Regions from separate parts of the Mus musculus genome. Here region 1 is linked to region 2. The links are chromatin contacts, called in public HiChIP or PLAC-seq maps. All regions are on one chromosome and are shown on one strand. Each heading gives the region's core, a stretch centred on a gene start, on an enhancer-like site or on the middle of the called end of the contact. The rest is flanking DNA. Distances are from core to core; before and after follow the strand shown.

Region 1 (5,013 bases), core at 1,384-3,883, 170 kb before region 2:
TCATGAGTTCAAATCCCAGCAACCACATGGTGGCTCACAACCATCCTTAAATGAGAAACATAGGGGGCGGAGTGAGCACGGGCAGGGTTGGAGCGAAAGGGAATGGGGGGGGGAAGAGGCGGGGGGAGGGGGGAACTAACTAACAAGCTAAGACAGGGACCAAGTTCATTCTCTAGCCTTCTCCTCCAAAAATAGCTCTGGGATCTAAAGTAGGTGAACTTCCTGTGTTAGCTTTAAAGTTCAGGCCGGAGGCTGGAGAAATGGCTCAGTGGGTAAGAGCAGCTTCAACAGGACCAGATCTGGGCCCCAGCAGCCCTGTAAGCCAGCTCACAAGTGTCTTTAACTTCAGCTGTAGGGGATCTGATGCCCTCTTCTGGCCTCTGTAGCTACTGCATCAGTGAACAAACCCATACTCTCACACACACATACATAATTAAAAGAATACAAATTTGGGGGCTGGAGAGATGACTCGCTCTACCAGAGGATCAGAGTTCAATTCCCAGCACCCACATGGCAACTTATAAGTGTCTGTAACTCAAGTTCCAGAGAGGCAGGACACCAATGCACAAAAAAAGTAACTCTTGCAGGGCGTGGTGGCGCACACCTTTAATTCCAGCACTCAGGAGGCAGAGGCAGGTGAATTTCTGAGTTCGAGGCCAGCCTGGTCTACAAAGTGAGTTCCAGGACAGCCAGGGTTATACAGACGAACCCTGTCTCGGAAAACCAAAAAAAAAAAAAAAAGAAAGAAAAAGATTTATTTATTTATATGAGCTATGTTCAGATACACAAGAGGGCATCAGATCCCATTACAGATGGTTGTGAGCCATCAAATGGTTGCTGTGAATTGAACTCGGGACCTCTAGAAAAGCAGTCAGTGCTCTTGACCGCTGAGCCATCTCTTCTGCCCTCCCCTTGTCCCCACCTCACTTTTTAAAAATCAGTAATGTAAGCCGGGCGTGGTGGCGCACGCCTTTAATTCCAGCACTTGAGAGGCAGGTGGATTTCTGAGTTTGAGGCCAGCCTGGTCTACAGAGTGAGTTCCAGGACAGCCAGGACTATACAGAGAAACCCTGTCTCGAAAAACCAAAAAAATTAAAAATTAAAAAAAAATCAGTAATATAGTGGTCATTATGGCAAACGTTCTAGGATTTTGCAGTGGAGAAATTGTAGGAGAAATGCCAAGACTGGCATGAAGTTGGGTTTGGGGAACAAAACCTAAGGACATACCAAAATCTCAATAATCAAGACAGTATGTTAGGACAGGGGAAGAGTCTCAAACTGGTAAAATCCCAGAGGCCACGGGTTTGATCCCTTGCACTAAATAAACTGGACATAGCTCTGCATGCCTATAAAAGGCCTGATGTTTTAAATAATACTACCTATCTGTCTGTGTGTCTGTCTCTCTATAGCTTTTTGAGGCAGACTCTCTCTATGCAGCCCTGGCTGTCTTTCTGCACTGAAACTCAATAGGCCAGCCGTTTTCATTCGCACTCACAGAGCTCTGCCTGCCTCTGCCTCCAGAGCGCTGCTTTAACAGTCTGCACCACCATAGCCAGTTCTTTTATAAAACAAACAAACAAACGCCCAAAGAGTGCTGCCTCCTGAGCATCCAGGCCCGGGGCTCTCTGCTCAGCTCTATGTTCTCTTTTTTAAATTTCACCATGATAACACAAATTGTTTCGCCCAACAGAAAGATCTCTTTGGGGGCCAGTGAAATGGCTCAGTGGTTAAAGGCGCTTGCCACCAAGCCTGACAGCCTGAGTTTGATCCCTGGAACCCACAGGTAAAAGGGGATAGCCAACTCCCACAACACGTCCTCTGACCACTGTGACATGCACTTGTGCATCCCTGCCCCAGTAAGAGGGCAGGGGGGCGGGGCAGGGGCAGCGGCAGGGGAGAACGATCTTAGAAATGACAATGGTTTTAGTGCTGGGGGTTGAAACCAGGGTTGTGTTCATGCAGAACACACAAGGCCACCACAGAGGTCACCCATGAAGAATGTTGTTTTGGTTTTTTGAGACAGGATTTCTGTATGTAGCCCTGGCTATCCTGGAACTCATTGTGTAGACCGGGCTGGCCTTAAACAAACAGGGATTCGGCTGCCTTTGCCTCCCAAAGTGCTAGAATTAAAGGCAGGAGGCACTCTGCCCTGCTCAGAGAAAGGACAGTTTGTTTTTTTGTTTTGGTTTTTTTGTTGTTGTTTTTTGTTTTGTTTTGTTTTTTTTGTTTTTTGAGACAGTGTTTCTCTGCATAGCCCTGGCTGTCCTGGAACTCACTCTGTAGACCAGGCTGGCCTCGAACTCAGAAATCCGCCTGCCTCTGCCTCCCAAGTGGTGGGATTAAAGGCGTGCGCCACCACGCCCTTCAAGAAAGGACAGTTTTATCACTAACCTCATTTAGAATTGCGGGAATGTGGAGACAATAAAAGGCGTACCCATTGTCATTACAATGTCTTAAAAGTCTTACAGAGAATGCATGGCTCAGTGCTTGAACAGAGCTAACAGGCCACCACCCTCAGTAGATTCTGCCCTAGGCCACCAGTTTCCAAGCTCTGACTAAGGTGAGCCCAGAGGTACCTCCCAAAGCTAACTTTCCAGTTCTGACACCACAAGGGCTGGTAGCAAGTCAGCGGCTGATGTAGGTCTTAGTTTCTTCAGAAACAAATCCATAAGCCACACCTGCCCCTTCCAGGCAGGGGAATGAAGACAGTGCCCAGAGATCCGCTGCACACATGGCGGGCCGCCACAGTGCCACAAAGGGATAGAGGTGAAAGGAAATAAAACTGTAATTCATGTAATGTATGTCAAATAGCCCAAAGAGTTGTTTGTGAGCTTTGAAACCTGGGGCTGAGAACATAGCAGAACAGACCAGGACATGCCCGGGCAGGCCCATCGCCTCCGTATCTCCCACCCCTCTGACCTAAGTTAAATGTTACAGGCTGCTGATGTTTAAATGGACCAATCATGTGAAACTGCGCCAATTCCTCCCCCAGCCCCACTCCTTTTCTATAAAAACCCCTAGCTTCCAAGCCTCGTGGTCGAATCCACTGTCTCCTGTGTGAGATACGTTTCGATCCGGAGCTCCGCCATTAAAATACCTCTTGTTGTTACATCAAGGTGTTGTGTTCTATTCGTGATTCTTGGGTGCACGCCGAATCGGGAGTTGAGTGGGGGTTTCCCCACTGAGTTCTTTCATTGGCAACCCTATCACTCTCTACAGACTAGATGTGATGGCTTGTCCCTATAATTCCATCACTTGAGACATCGAGGCAACAGGACTCTGGCTGGTTTGAAGCCACTCTGGTCTACATAGTAAGTTCTAGACTAGCCTGGGTTAGAGAGTAAGATACTGTCTCAAAAACATCAACAACAAACCCACAAAAGGGTGATGAGTTCTGTCGTCCCCACAAAGCGGCTCCTGAGTCCACATTCTGGGATAAGGGAAGGGGATCTGGGTGGATCCTATTAGCTCAGATCCTATTGGCTGGTCACAATGATGGGATGCTGAGCTGCTATTGGGTGGCACCTGGTGGGTGGAACATTTCCCTTCCTCAGGGTTGGGGCTCCAGAGAAGCAGCCTGAAAGGAAATATTCCACTTGGACAGGCCTGACCTGCTTGTTTGACTCTCTGTCTCCTCTAAGAATGTAAGTTCCTAGAGCCCGCCACACACTGTTTCCCAAGAGACTGATCGTAAATATTTCAGACTTCGCAGGCCATATGGTCTCTGTTGCAACTACTTAACGTAGTGAGAAGGAAGCACAGAGGAGCCACAAACGGAGCATGGCTGTGTTCCAATAAAACTTTATTTACGCGTGTTCAAATCTGAATTTTGTACAAATGTCATGCATCGTCACTTTTTTTTTCTTCACTTAAAATTATTTCAAAATGTAAAAAAACCATCAGACTCAGTGGCCTACACCTGTACTCTCAGCGCTCAGGAAGCAGAGGCAGGTGGATGTCTGTGATGAGGCTTGCCTGCTCTAGAGAGCCAGTGCTTACCTAGGTAACAAATGCAAAGACTGAGGCTGAGAGAGGTTATCTTGAATACTCAGGGTCACTTGGCTAAGAGAGATGAGCTAAGAGCTCAGGTGTGCAGCGCTGGACCCCAAGCAAGATCTGTGGCCTGTGGCATTATCTGCGTACCCATGCATACAGCAGGAAACAGGAGGCTGCAGCTTTTGTGTTTGATTTTATTGGTTTTATTTAGCATTTATTTATTTAGCTGGTCTCTCTGTAACAACCCTGGCTGGCCTGGCCGACCAGGCTGGTGGTTTTATTTACTTTTAAGATAAGCGTCTCAATGTGGGCTGGAACTCAGAGCCCTGTCTCAGCCTAAGGTGCCGATCCAGGAATGTCACCTGTCCCCTCCTGGAGCTTACTTCTCATGGGGAGGGCAGACAGATGAGCATGCAGTTGGATTGCTAGCGAGCCTGCAGCCACAGCATTTGGGCTACAGTTACTGTGCCACGTCATTACAGCGGAGATTCGAGATGCTGATGAAGTGAAGGCATGAACCCCCCAGAGCTGGGGAAAGAATGTTCCAGACAGAGGGCACAGCAAGGGTAGCACGGGAGAGAGCTCACCAGGCATGTGCAGTGAGCGGCAAGGATGATGGCAGCAGGAGGGCAGAGAGCCAAGACAAGTGGCACCGGGAAGATGCAGAGGGAGTATTCATCCTTCCTGCGGGGCTCTGCAGGCAAAAGCCTGGGTTTTGTTTGACACGTCCTGGAGGAGGTGCAAGTGGGGTGTGACCCTGGCCCTACAGGAGAGGCACTTCTCTCCCCCCAGCTGCTCCCTCCTCCCTCTCTCCCCAACACTGGGGTGCTTTGAGATTACAGATGTTGTTTTTCAGGTTTCCAGTCCAGCTACAATACCCGCTGTCTGGCTGTGGGCAACCCTATCCCTCTCTGAGCCTCAATTTTCTTATGATTTACGTCTCGAGGCCTTGGTAGAAATAGCTGATGAGATCTTGCTTGCAAACTTCAGTTCCAGACAGGAGACATAGTTGTCCAA
Region 2 (4,691 bases), core at 148-2,647:
CCTTTTTTAGATCTGTGGGCAGTTGTTGCTGCTGTTGTTGAGATAGGTTTTCTCTATTTTGTAGCTCTGGCTGTCCTAGAATTTACTTTGTAGATCAGACTGGCCTTGAACGATGAAAGATCAGCCTGCCTCTGCTAGGGTTAAATACATTGACTACAGCACACAGCAAGAGGAATATTTTTATGAAAAAGTTGCTTGTTTGCCTTAGAGACTATAGTTGGAAGTACGGAAACTGGAAAGTCTGTCACAAGGCAGTCTTCCTCTGTAAAGGGTGGCTGCTGAAAGTGCCCTGGACAGACAGACAGTTTTCTCATTTGTTGGGAAATTCATTAGTTTTCCTAGCTGCTTTATATGAAGCACTCTTTCTGGTGCCAGTGAAGAAGTGAAGAAATAACAGGCGCCTGGTTGTGGCTTTTCTGGCATGATTGTTTGGGTGGGTAGCCGTGAGGGGTTATTAAAATTGGCTCTCATCTGTAAGTTTCATTAGGTGGTTTAGTGACTTTTTCTTTAGTCTTCTTTTCTCAACACTAACAAGCTTTCTATGGCCCTTTGGTCTGGATAGGACTCCATAGTTAACTCTTTCTGATGTTGAGTTAGAATCTAGCTCTGGGAGGGTGTCTGGGTGCCTAATCCAGGCCATCCTTTGAATTTTCTGTGTCCTGAGTGCTGGGACTATAGCTATGCATGGGGCATGCCCAGCTTGTTCAGTATCATTATGAGGTAGTGTGGATTTGGAAGGACTGGAAGGATCTCAGTTCTGGTGGCTGCCTTTATCTGATAAATTGGAAGTGTGCTCTTATTCTCCTTTTAAACGTAGGGAAATTTGAAAGAATTTAATACAACAAAACGTACTTTGGGGGATGGTGGTTGCAAATTAGCAGCCACATAGGCAGATGACCAGAATTTGAATGAAGTGTTTTTATCTTCTGTAAAGAAGTAAATTGGCACGTGGTCTCCAGATTATATATAACGCGGCTCCCAGGACGTGTGGGTTTGACTCTGGATAAAATGTTAGCGTACTTCCATTTCTCCATGGATGAGATGGCTTTGATGAGGCTCAATAGGAGGGTAGGGTAGGGGGGGTAGGTTATTGTCCTGGCATGTAGTCATGTTTCCCCTGTTTAAAAGTACAACACAGGGCTGGTATGGTATAACTGCCTGTAGTCTCAGCACTACTGATGATCATTTGAGCCAAAGAGTTAGAAACCAGCCTGGACAAGATAGCAAAACACTATCAAATGAACAAAACAACACCCCATCCTATAGTCCCTTATTCAGGGTCTCAGGACAGAGCTGATGTCAGCTGATTTCATAGTACTTCCTCTTGGATTGGTTCAGATCATACCAGTCCTCAGCCCCATGGTGAATGGGAGGAAGTGGAGGTAGGCAGAGATGGCCTGTAGCTATAGAGAAAAGGGACAGTGGAATGATTTATGCTGCTCAATTTATGTACTAGGGAGCAAGGCTGCTCTTGCAGAAGTCCCTTTAGTCCTAAGATCTAAGTGATTTCTGTGGAGCTGGCAGGGAAAGTAAAAAGCCTGTTGGTTGGGAGAGGCCTTAACTTTTGTACTTATCTCTGCCTGGAGTGCCCTTAACAGAGGAGGGTCCCCTCCGGGAACTGATCAACAGCTGCTGCCAGTCCCTAGAATCACAGGAAGTGGAGGCCTGGTGCCTTTGTATAGAAGCTCTGCAGCCAGACAATAGTTTGTGCTGGCGGGGCCATGTGGCGAGTCACGTGACCCGAGGCTGTATTCTGCTGGGGTCCTTACCCATCTGTTCTCTCGGCTCTTTCTGGGTTATCAGGCGCCAGTCCAAGTCTTCCCAGGCAGCCAGCTTCATGGCCAGAGATTACGAGCACTAACCTTCCTGGCAGGGTCGGTGTGGCTTCGAGTTTATGCAGATTAGCCATGTGTTTCTCACTTCAAGGCGGTCCACAGGAAAAGCCTTTTCCTGTGTTTGGCTCTCAGTGGGCGGTTCCCAGCTTACTGTACTGGGACTCAAGCTGCAGGCACGCACGAGAGGGATCACAGTACACTGCCCCCCCCTCCACCTCCAATGCTACGTCACCACAACACAACCACTCACGCTCTCATACTGTTGGTGTCATTCATTCCGTGCCAAGATTGCTTTAAAAAATTCCCTTGGCCCCAGTTCAAACAGGAGTACAGCTGGGATGTGTTAGATTTTAGGCAGTCTGCCCTCAATTTGAGATGAGTTATAAATAGCAGTGCCGACTTCCTTAACTACCGCTCTCTGAGGTAAAATGCAGGTTAATTACTGTGGGAATCAATTAGGGGCTTCTTTCGGTTAAAGAGCCAGGGATGCATTTTTATTGTTATTATTAAAACTCATAAACAAATCTGGCCAGGAATAAATTGAAAGCACGAGAAGTACAAAATAATATTTGGAGGCCCAAAATCCAAGGGTATGGCTCTAGGTTTATCCTGGCACCGACTAGTTGGCATCTAGAGCGGAAAACACAAGTGTGTGCTGGTCAGGACTTCTCCTTTCCAAAGATGGAGGCTCTTGGCAGTCCCTGGCCCAACCTTTCATTTTGTTCTTTCGAGTCTTTGGCACAGCTAGGCATAAAAGTTGGCCCTTACCTCCGCTTCTGGTCACCTCTTCTCTGTATCTTTGGCTTCTGACTGTCCATTCTCTCGCAGACTTATTTCAGGATCAGAGATTGTTTTTCCTGGTGCCACTACCACATGGTGTGGGGAGTAATATCTCTTGGTACTCAGAAGTTTTAGTGCGTGCCTGGTTTTGTCTCCTCTTTCAGTGGCTTATGGTCAGATAGAGAATTTGCAACTATGTTTAATATTTTGAGTGTCCCAAAAGTGGTTACTTTTGACTATCTGACACCTAGCCTTGATGAACCTTAAAGCTCAACTTGTTACTTTCAGCAGTTCACAAGGCCACTGTGGCCTTTTCCTGTACATTAAGAACTTGTGAGTGATTCCAGAGCCAGGTGGTCCGGAGGTGCCATTTGCTGGAAGCAGGGAACTCTGCAAGTTGTTAGTGTGCAAGCTGTTTGCACTGAATATACTCGGAAGGATAGGCCTGCACCGGCACCTTTGATGCCCCGAACCGCATTCATTTCATTTGTCAGGCACTTTATAGCTTGGCCAGTGATCTGCAAGGAGCTAAGTGGTGGACTACCCCCCCACCCTTATTTTTATTTTTTTATGAATGCAGGAGAGTATATAGCAGGGGGCCTGGCTTGCCTGATGAAGGGCCAGCATTTTCCTCTCAATTACGTGTCTGTGAGGCAGAGCCTTTGCCTTTGAAGCGTAATCACAGTAATCTGCTCCCGCGGTTTCCTGTTGAAAGGGTTTCCTCTCCATCTTTCCCAGAGTGGCATCTCTGGCTCTTTTGCAGCTACGATTTGGTGTTTCTCCTCCTTTGTGGCTGCTGACTACTGATGCTGGCCGTTTCTATTTTACAGGAGGTAGACATTTTTCTGTTTCAATTGATGAATGAAGATTTGATGTTCTCTACTTTAAGAGATTGGGAGTGGTGCCTCCCCCCCCAACTGCAAACCACATATCTTTCACAGTATTTTTAAATCTCATAAGTAAGTTAGATTCTCTTTTAACATGAAACCAGAGTGGTCTGTTTGTTGGAACTGAACATATTTTTGTTTGGTGAATAGACTGCAATAGTCCATTGATCGTGATAAACCTTTGGTGAGGGGAATGAGTTTGATAACCAAAAAATGTCAGTTTCATTTTGAGAAGCTATTGTTTGACTGTCCTTTAAAGGATCCTACTGTGAGGCCAGAGTAGTCTTAAGACTCCAGGTGCAGGGGAGTTTTGTCTTATCCTGCTTGCCTTGGTAAGTGTTGGAGTTTTGGCCATGTGTTTGGGTTTGGGGCTGGGTGTACGTTATTATAACCCTTGCTGATACAGGTTGGGTTATTTCGATGCCATTGTTCTTCAGGACTATTTTAGCTTCCCCTCTTCTAATTCAGTCGTCCTACTTGATACTGGGGTTGAGGATATCTGCTGCCTTGCTTGCCTGTTCCTTCTGTCAGTAGGAACTGTTGTAGTTGAACAGTTGTCCATCCTTGTATTTGGGGCATTTAGGAGGACTTTGAAAAAAGCCTGAACTCTTATGTCCTGGAATGCAGCCAATAACTCCACCTATTCTGGAGTGTTGGGACCAGGAATTTAAGCTCAATTTGGGCAACATAGTGAGACTCCATGCCATTTCAAAACAAAGTAAAACTACCTTGGACAGCAGAAACAGGAAGCTGTATACATAGCTTGGAATATTTAATATTTATTGGAAAGACATTTAAATACAAGCACTGTGGGAAGCTTATTTTTTTGTTGTTGTTGTTGTTGTCTCATTCTGTAGCCCAGGCTGACAGATTTTTGTAATCTTGGTTTGTGTGGAACTCATGGTGATCCTCCTGCTTCAGCTTCCCAAGTGCTGAGAGTATAGGAATGAGTCACCACACCTGCCTATGGGAAGCTGTGCGTTATGTACATTTTAGGTGATGAGCTAAAGTGTTCCAGGCCAGGCAGTGAGTTAGGATTTAAATTCCAAGTCTATCAAATCACTATACACTTTATTCTTTCTATATGTTAGTGTTGTATAGAATTTAATACGTTTGGAGCCATATGTAGCAGGAAGTGATAAATTATTTGGAAACATTGCTCTCAAATTACATTGTAGCATGATAGACA

The links. HiChIP or PLAC-seq counts read pairs in DNA pulled down with a chosen protein or histone mark.
Region 1: a contact with region 2 is called in an H3K27ac HiChIP or PLAC-seq map of embryonic stem cells, with 5 read pairs. The contact joins two enhancer-like sites. A contact is called at or near these places in 4 of 115 datasets of contacts at active chromatin or transcription factors (bone marrow-derived macrophages, effector CD8 T cells, embryonic stem cells and 1 more) and 2 of 9 other capture datasets (adipose tissue and liver).

What each region holds. Positions count from the first base shown.
Region 1 is chr4:133,898,056-133,903,068 of GRCm38.p6, reverse strand. No RefSeq gene overlaps it. Among named protein-coding and RNA genes, the nearest start is that of Rps6ka1, 13 kb to the right of the region's middle. Within about 2 kb of position 2,633, at least 37 of the 459 cell types and tissues checked have an H3K27ac peak or open chromatin away from gene starts, as enhancers often do. A contact at or near this core is called in embryonic stem cells, where this site is marked.
Region 2 is chr4:133,727,022-133,731,712 of GRCm38.p6, reverse strand. All of the region lies in intron 1 of Arid1a (AT rich interactive domain 1A (SWI-like)), which reads left to right. Among named protein-coding and RNA genes, the nearest start is that of Mir7227, 12 kb to the right of the region's middle. Within about 2 kb of position 1,397, at least 300 of the 459 cell types and tissues checked have an H3K27ac peak or open chromatin away from gene starts, as enhancers often do. A contact at or near this core is called in embryonic stem cells, where this site is marked.